3 separate regions of the Gossypium hirsutum genome follow, and regions 2 and 3 are each linked to region 1. The links are chromatin contacts, called in public Hi-C maps. All regions are on one chromosome and are shown on one strand. The core of a region is the stretch at or near the end of the contact, and the rest is flanking DNA. Distances in the headings are between cores, read along the strand shown.

Evidence for each region. Hi-C and Micro-C count contacts between places; a contact is called where the count stands out from the background.
Region 2: a Hi-C map of petal shows a contact between it and region 1, with 8 times the contacts expected there. The contact joins the enhancer-like site here to the promoter of LOC121204493 in region 1. A contact is called at or near these places in 18 of 34 Hi-C or Micro-C datasets (anther, callus, fibers and 4 more).
Region 3: a Hi-C map of leaf shows a contact between it and region 1, with 1.8 times the contacts expected there. The contact joins the promoter of LOC107929670 here to the promoter of LOC121204493 in region 1. A contact is called at or near these places in 3 of 34 Hi-C or Micro-C datasets (hypocotyl and leaf).

The regions. Positions count from the first base shown.
Region 1 is chrA08:106,184,456-106,187,438 of Gossypium_hirsutum_v2.1, reverse strand. It overlaps LOC121204493 (autophagy-related protein 3), which reads left to right and starts at 1,690. Exons shown (of 10, transcript XM_041074344.1): 1 at 1,690-2,042; 2 at 2,246-2,316; 3 at 2,430-2,546; 4 at 2,629-2,792. The coding sequence starts at 1,882.
Region 2 is chrA08:106,460,382-106,463,686 of Gossypium_hirsutum_v2.1, reverse strand. LOC107929673 (cationic amino acid transporter 9, chloroplastic) reads left to right here. Exons shown (of 8, transcript XM_016861165.2): 6 at 1-72; 7 at 306-395; 8 at 538-938. The coding sequence ends at 681. Among protein-coding and RNA genes, the nearest start is that of LOC107929673, 4.3 kb to the left of the region's middle. Within about 2 kb of position 1,781, at least 7 of the 9 cell types and tissues checked have an H3K27ac peak or open chromatin away from gene starts, as enhancers often do. A contact at or near this core is called in fibers and hypocotyl, where this site is marked.
Region 3 is chrA08:106,577,930-106,580,993 of Gossypium_hirsutum_v2.1, reverse strand. It overlaps LOC107929670 (nitrate regulatory gene2 protein), which reads right to left and starts at 1,433. Exons shown (of 5, transcript XM_041074348.1): 1 at 1,191-1,433.

The sequences.
Region 1 (2,983 bases), core at 441-2,940:
CAGAATAATAAGTGAAGTCAAGGTGGATTCTTTCCTGGGTATTGTCTCTCTCATTGGTTTATTCAATTATTTTCTTACTTTATTCTCTGTCGAATTCTTAATAATTAGTTTAGATAATTTTAGATTAAAAATAAACTTCTTCAATTTACCGGCTAGATAATAGAAAGATAGTAAGTAATAGTACTTTTAGTCCTCGTGGATACAATATTCCCGACTCACCATAGCTATACTATTATTCGATAGGTGCGCTTGCCTTTGTCGTGATTTTAGTTAAGTGAATCATCATCATGCCTATACATTGCTTTTCCATTAAAACTTAATGATTCTCCTCTTTGCTGTAATGAACTTACAATATCCCAGAGACCAACCAAACATAAAACTTTTTATGCATATTAGACCATACACAAGTTTTCTTTTTTGGTGTGCTTGTGCGTGCATCCGTTCAATGTTTGAGTTTTTTTTCGTTAAGTTTCTTGTTAATGCTCGAGATGTGTTCTTTGTTGCCTAATGTCTAGCAATATTCAAAATGGGTGTCGCCTTTGATTTGGGCACCACTAGTGTCACCTGCCAATATGGCACCACCAAACTGACACCCTATATGACCCGTATAAGATATGCCTTTTGATGCCGCCAATCAACAAGGTACCACCTAATATAAAATTGTTTTAAAAAAAATTAAACAGAAATCTGTCGGTGTCAGAAAAAATTGGTGGGGTTGCCTCTGTACCACCCTCCACCACCTAAAACAACCCATACCCGTAATTAATGGGTTTGGGATACCATTTTCGAAATTTTTATTTTTTTACAATATATGGGTAAAAAAGTCAAGGTTTGAGGTTCAAGGTTCGGGGTTTGGGGTTCAGGGTAAAAAAAATTATAAAAATTATGTGTTAATGACATGAAAAAAGTGTTGAAATATCATTAAATAATTGAAAAAAGACCATGAATAATGTGGTGGGAAGGATCTATAAAACGATTTCTTGAATTATTGGGTTTTCATAGGAGAAAACTTGGATTTTTACAAAAAAGAAAAATTGACTTTTTATAGGTAAAAACCATTTTATCTTTTTAATTTCCTTTATTTTTTAATTTTTGAATTAATTTTAATTTTTCTGTAGTGAAAAGAAAATTTAGATTTTTATTGAGAAAAGTTAAAATTTAGATTTTTATTGAGAAAAGTTTAGGGTTTTATAGGAAAAACCAATTTTTTTTCATTTTAATTTCTTTTACTTTTTCCATTTTTAAATTTAAGTTTAGTTTAGTCTAGTAAAAAAAGAAAAACTTACATTTTTGCGAGAAATTACCTTCATTTTTATGAGAGAAAACCTGGATTTTTGCAAAGAATATTACTCACCAAAATGAAATATTTTAATTCTAAATTGAAATATTTTTGACCAAAATAAAATTTTATTAAAATTGAGAAACTAAAGTATAGAAACATCCCCGTTAGCCAAATTAAGGGTGAGTGGCTAGAACCAACCATCTAAGGCAGTGCTAGATTTGAATTTTTCTTATTTTCAGTGACCAAATGAAAACTTACAAGAGTTAGCTGATTAAATGCGAAATTTACCCAAGTATTAATTGAGGGGCGTAACCTACACATGCGACTAACCAATCACAGCCGTCCGTGCCAGACCATCGGGTTTACGATGTCCAATGGGCTCACGGATGATAGAACTCATACGCCACACGCTATTATTTTCTCCTACGCAACACAACACCACAACGCAAGCGCATTCGACGATCCCTTTCTCTCTCTACCTCGTCCGTACGGGATCTCTAGGATTTCAACCTTCGACTTCGATTGAATCGCTAGGGTTTTGATTATATCCTCTCTCCTTTGATCGTACATTAAATTGAATCAAGAAATTCGGAAAAAATATGGTACTTTCTCAGAGGATTCATGAGGCATTCAAAGGAACTGTGGAAAGAATAACAGGGCCTCGAACCGTCTCTGCTTTTAAAGAGAAAGGAGTTTTAAGCGTCTCCGAGTTCATCCTGGCCGGTGATAATCTCGTATCCAAATGCCCTACCTGGTCTTGGTATCTTCACCATACTATCAACATATGTATCTTTGGTTCTTTGTTTGTAACTTGCTTTAGTAGTTTTGGAATTATATGAATCCTTTTATATTTTCATATTATACATCGACATTAATGGATTAATAGTTTTGGGGAAAATTTGTCGTATAGCTTCATAATTCATGGTATAACAATTTAACTCAGTGAATTGTTATGAATACTAGGGAATCTGGAGAGCCAAGCAAGAGGAAGTCCTATTTACCGACCGAAAAGCAATACTTGATTACTAGAAATGGTAAATTGACCACGATCTCACTTAATTTTCTTTTCTTGTTGTTTCAATTGATTTTCCTTTGAACTGCATATCTGATTAGTACTAGTAATTTTATTTGGTGATTTTGTGGTTAGTGCCCTGCCTAAGGAGGGCTGCGTCAGTGGAAGAAGAATATGAAGCTGCAGGAGGAGAGGTTCTTCTTGATAATGAAGACAATGATGGTTGGTTGGCAACTCATGGTAAACCCAAAGGTATTATCTTCTTCCTTGAGGTTGTGCTTGTGTTGATTCTAGGATGAATTTGTGGACTTCACACGGCTAATCTTCCTGACAGATAAAAGTGATGTGGAGGAAAACCTGCCTTCAATGGAGACTCTAGAAATAAGGCAGAATGCTGTAAGATCAATACCTTCTTATTTTGGGGTTGGTGAAGACGAAGAAGATATACCCGACATGGCTGATTATGAAGAAGCTGACAATCTTGTTGAGACTGATGCGGTAAGTGCTGAGAAACTTATATGATTTCTGAGATTCAAAAACTAGCCGAGTAACTTTTTCTTTTTGTAACCAGTTGATTTAGATTAGCCTTTTATCAGAGTTCTAAGCTTATCAACCAATGTCCTGCATTATCTTAATATTACATATCTTGGTTAATACCTTTGAAGGGGGGGGGGGGGATTTATGTTGTG
Region 2 (3,305 bases), core at 532-3,031, 280 kb before region 1:
ACTCACTTTATTTTTATGATTGTTGCGGTGGTTATAGCCATAATGGCTTGTGCTGCTCTTTGTTTCCGTCAGGTGAATGAATTTATCTATACATAAATTTGATTTCTACTTTTCCTTTCCAATGCCAGGAAAAAGGGAGTGTTTATTGATATACATATGGTGTTAATGGTGTTCAATGTTAAGATTGATTGCGCTTTTGGCTATTTACAGCGCACATGCTGGCTTTCTGCTTGGTTTAACATGACCAGCTGAATTGGTAAACCTCTTAATATGATTTTTTGAACCCATTAATGCACTCTTCTCAGGCTTATTCAGATCCTCCAGGGTTTTCTTGTCCATGGGTTCCGATTGTGCCATCTGTTTGCATCTTTTTCAACATATACCTGTTTGCTCAGGTATGCCTGCAAAATGCCCTCACTACAATCCTTTTGAATTAGTGCATTGAATTTGTGTAACCAATTCATAAAGGAGTTAAAATTCGAAGAATTTATAGACCAAAGCCGGCTGGTGTTAATTACCCTATTTTTTTTGGCACAGTTGCACTATGAAGCGTGGATCAGATTCATCATCCTCAGCATAGTATCTGTAGGTATTTATGCATTTTATGGACAGTATCATGCTAATCCCCGTTTAGATGAGACAATTATTTACCATATGGCGCCTGAAGAAGATAGACACTGAGCATTAATGTACAGTCACCAATAGTTATTGGTGGGACTTGTAGTCTATCATCCTATTATTGCACAATCAGCTTATAAAATTATTAGTGATCATAGATGTAGATTTCTATTAGAAAATGTTGGCATCTCTGCTGACTAATAAACAAAGTGTATTTACACGGTCTTCTCTACAGTACATTTAATTTCTTACCAACTAGGTAGGTTCTCCTCGAGCTGTCGTTTTTACAACTGTTAAGATACAGATTAATTTGTGGATCATTGACTTCTTGTGGTGTTTGACTGTTCTACAATGCATACATTTATGTCACATGGCTAGAATTTTAGTTTCGTAAGCTACGTGGTTGCTTCAAATCCACTTAAGTTCGCCTACCTCTTGAAAATGAAAATTCAAAAGTAAAATTCTCTATGACATCCAAATAAAGTGAAAGTAATTCAGAAAGACAAAGGGATTTGAATCAAATAGAAATGCCATGAGAAAATTATAGCACACCAAGTGTTTGAATAAATATTCTCTAATGTATTTTATAACTCTAAATAAAAATAATAGGATTATTACTAATGAAAGAGGAAGATTTTATTTATAGTTGAGTTCTTTAAGATCTAATAGTAAATATCGGATTACATCGATAACTAAAATTAGTGTCTATCTACAAATTGAGAGTCTAATGGATTTAAACTCTATACATTTTTATTTATTAGAATTTACAATAATTATCTCGTTAATTCTAATTTTATTGGAGTGATTCACCAATTCATCAAGCAATCAAGTAGATGGGTTTTTTCATATGTTTCATGAATCGAGTTAGTTCAAGTGAATTAAATAAGTCACACTTAAGTAGTCGACCTCTATGTGAGGTTTTATGTGCATTTGTCACGAGCTTTGATTTGTGACTCATGACATTCTCCTCCATCCATTCTCGCAACGCCCTTGTCACGTCTTCAAAATGACATCGGGTTGACTTGTCTCAAAATTGTTTCAATGCCTCAGTTGATTTTTAACTAGTCTCTCTGTCCTCTTTGTCAGATAGTTTCACCCCTCAGAACATTTGTCTCGAGTTATGTCTCCGCCATCGTTTAACTCGAACTGCATTTCTCTTTTGCAAGAGCTCATCGCTCTTACTTGCCTCTATCGTGACATGTCTTCTATAGAGATCCAATTACTACTTCAATATACCCTTTCTATCATTCGTAATGAGAGGTTCCACTTCTGGAGGCACCTCTTCCATCTAGTAGATCAGAACGTTATATCTTCACGCTTTTGTTGCCAGAATGTGCGTTGCTCCTTTCAACGTTTGAGGTGTGTGTTCGAAAGATAACCTCTTGGACCTGGAATTTCTATTTTTTTTCTTTTTTGAAATTAAAACTTCAGATGGGGCTTTTATAAACTCAAATAAAAAAAAGAACAATCAGTCCAAAAATAAAATAAACAAGAGCATGAAATAGGCCCAAGTTAAAAAGGCCTATATCAGAAAAATTGAATCTAAAAGATAAGAAAAATCTAGACTAAAATAATTATAACCGAAGATTTTCCCAATCAGAAAATCCTGACGCCTATCACTCTATCTTTCTGTCATTCCGTTCTTCAAGGCATTTTCATTTATGAGGGGAGTTTTAATCACCGAAAAAACACTCCATTTTGAAACATTTTCCCCTTCTTTCTTTTCATCTTCTTTCATCTTCAGTCTGGTTCTCGCTCACTGTTAATTACTTTTTGCTATTCTGCATATCGAGGAACTCATTCAACCAGGTATATCTCTTCCTTCGTCTTTAACGTTTCTATTGCTAGTATGTAGGCTAAAACATTTACTGATCTTAGAGTATGTTCAAATCTGAAATACTTAGATCTAGATGCTACCTGATGAATATCGTAAATATATGCTTCGATCTGCGACTTGTCTTGCCTTTTCGCCTTACATTTTTTTATTACCGATAACGAATCTCCTTCAACGATGATTTCTGACCATTTCATTTCTATTCCTATCTGGATTGCTTTTCGGCAAGTGACCGCTTCTGCTGCGAAGGCGGAGGGAACTTCTTGATGAATTTCTAAGCAAGAGAAGAGAACAACCCCTTCTCTGTTTCTAACCACTATCCCTGAAGCCGATTGGAAGTGTCTCGCATCATATGCTCCATCAAAGTTTATTTTCACTCCCTGTCCGGGTGGGTTTTTCCATTTTCCAACATCCTCCAAGTTTTTGACTTTCTTGATTCGACACCATATTGTTCTTTAATATAGTTTTTGACAAAAATTGCTATCTCCTGACCATTTCTACTGACTTTATCATAGATTCAAGTGTTTCTGTCACCCCAGATGGCTCATAACACACAACCAATTAGTCTGCATTGAGAGGGAGAGTACTGGGCAAAGATCTAGGTGAGCCATTTTATGAAATCTAGATTAGTATTCTGTAGAAGATTTGGGATTGCTAATGCACTCCATACTGATACTGAAATAGGGCATTCGCAAAAAAGATGATCCATAGTTTCGGCTCCTACACCACAACAGGGACAATTTGAGTTATTGACTAGCTTCCTGTGCTGCATGTTGACTCGTGTGGCACGCAATTCCATGAGAGTTTCCAGATTGTAATTTTTATTTTTGTAGGCAGATTTAGAAGCCATATT
Region 3 (3,064 bases), core at 184-2,683, 390 kb before region 1:
TTATAGAGATTTGAATCAATACTCGTGTTCCCTTTGAAAATATTGAATCTCTTTCATCTTCATCAACTGGTGAAGTATGCTACGTTCCAATTAAAACTAAATTAGATTTTATCGGCAAAAATTGAACTGATTAGTAAGATGCACAAAAGCAGTGCAACTAAAAAGCATAGAAAGGAAGAGTAACATAAAAATTCGACCATGAGTGGATCCTTTTAAAGAAAAGCAACGTTCATTAAAAACAAAAATAAACCAAGTGGGAGGTTTACTTTCCCTCATCCTTTTCTATTTTATTTCCATATTCTAACTGGACCCAACCCAACCTCTCTTGTCTTTTCTTTTCTTCTTATTATTGGTGTTAATTCTTCATTTTACCTTTTGATTCTACACTTTTAGTTTGCCCATGTAACCATTAACAACGAAGCCTTTAACAGTGTGAAAGATCCTTTCTTGCTTAAGCCATTCTAATTCCCCACCTCACTAGCTAAGCCACACACATGCAGCAAACATCTGTTTCTACTTGCAGTTAATTAACAAACGTAAAAGTACCTTTAAAAGATTTTCCAGAATTTTGAAACAGTTGTTTTTTAAGTACAACAGAGGCAAATCTTCTTGCTCTCCAAGTGTAAACTAAAAGCTGCACACAGATGTACATATATCATATGGTATAGAAATATTATATCGCTCCTGCTTTGGGTTCTGTAATGCAAGCGTCCAAGAACGAGAATCCAAGCAGGTTCTTAAAAGTCGAAAGAAAAAGATGGAACTTGTTATCTTCCCAAAAGGAATACGTTTTTCTAGATTTGATTATCTTAATGTTTTTCTATTATATCGTTTTAGTGGACATGCCCGGATTAGATTAACATAATTTTGGACCCACATTGTTTCTAAGAGTAGACCCAAATGAGTCATTTTAGCTTCATCAGACAAAATAGCTAATAGAAACGCGATTAATCAGTAAATTTTGACAATTTGGTCTTATAATTTTCTAAAACACAAATCATTCACTACTACAACTAAAGGCAGCCACCGCATCAATCTGGATTCAGCATATCAAACAAATAGAAACACTTCAATTGTTTCAATGCCCTCAAGTCAAAACGAGGCGTGAAATTAAACAGTTCCTACATAGAAAAAGGTTAACAAACAAAGTCCCCTCAAATTCTTTAATCACAGTAATTTCAGACACTCACCGTACATTCCAACTCAGACTAGCCCCCCCCCCCCCCAAAAGTCTCCAAAGCCCCTAACGCTGTCCTCACGTAACCATCTTGACACAAAGCTTTCTTTTCTTACAACGGTACTGAAACAATAGATGCTTGCTTTGTTTTACTTTCAAAATCCAACATCCAAAGATGGAGTTTTGGTCATGCTCATTGCAGAAAACAGGAAATAGAAAGGAAAAAGGACAAATAGGGATTGTGGTTTACAATATAAGTATAAAAAGATCAAAGAGAAGGGAGTTATATTAAGATAAACAAATTGTGAAGCAAAAGCAACCAACCATTCATTCTGATTTCTGACCCCACAGACCGTGGGGGTATTTATGTGCTATGTATGAGACATTTTTGGTGCTGTTTAGGTCCCACCACGTTTTCTTTGGCAAACAGCTAGCATAGCAGAAGAAAAAGAAAGAAAGAAAGGATCTATTTTCTCAAATCAAACAAAACAAATTCACATAAAGAGGCACCCAAACAGCCACCGCAAGTCATAAGAACCTTTTCAAGACATTTTAGAGCTAAAGGCTTACTAGTTGGAATGGATTGGAGAGGTCCTTTTTTACCTGACAGGAACCCCTGCCTAGCTCAACAGGCACATGGTATGTCATACGTGTGTCTCTGCTACTACATCGTTTATCCAAAGTAAGCAAAGCTATGATGAAGAAGAAGAGCAGCTCAGCTTCATTTTCTCATGGTGATGCATCGCCTAAAGAGGTGTCGGACACATGTTGCCGGTCATCAGGAAACCCAAGTTTCGCATACAACCCCTGAACCATGAAATAATATATTATCTATTACCAATTCGATCAGTATATGTGTAGTTATCATTAAAGAATGATAGACTGAATAAAATTATGCAGTTCAATCACTGCAGTAATTTGATCTTAAACCAACTCTTTGATGATTGCATTGGCAAAAGTCATGCCAGGGACTAAGAGGTTTCTTTTAGTGGCTAAAATAGTTGACTTCAGTGAATGCAATGATAGAATTAATACTTTATGCTGTATCATGTTCCACTGATCTAGGAACACTAATAAGGACCATTTCAGGTCTGCTACTACCACACAAGGAAAATAACCCTACAAATATAGTTCTCAGTACATATAAACCTACAAATGTGTTACTGAGCTTCCATGCGGCAATCAAGGAATACGAGGCCAAAACAAAGAAAAATAGACAGACATACCATGACAATATTGATTGCATAAGCGACACAAGTGCTCCTGAAGACTTGAAACAAAACCAATGACAACTATAATGAACTCCATACAATTTTTTAATCAGTAGGAGCAAAGCATAGATTATGCAACTGCCACTTAGCCATTTGAGCTGCCAGCCAGGTTGCAAGAACCAAGGACTTTACATGTTACTTGTCAGGTCAGCATTGACAGAAAGCACATCTTATTTTCCCAAAAATTCTAGGGTGAGAACTTTCTGTTTCAGGGAAAGATTTCGTTACCTGCAGCATATGCCATTCCTCAAATTCATCAAACAATTCCCGCTGCTCAATTCTGATCACCAGATAAGTCACATTTAAGAGCCCCCTTAAAGAATATATCAGAAACGCAGAAATGACCAGCTTCCCAGCGAAAAGTAGAAGAAAGGAGCTAAAGCTGTGAACCAAGAAATTGCAATGAATCTCCTTTTATATCTTCCCAAAAACCTTAAAAGAAAGGCTGCTTAAAAAGGAAGCAAAAATTCTTCTTTTCACTAAGCAGGCATTTGCAGAGCAACAAAGGCACACACATAAAGATATTATCCAACTCAAATTTGAACTTTCTAATTCTAAAAGTAGTTCTAATCTGTCAGAAAGAACATCTTTTGAAAGAAACTTTGGAGCTACAGTT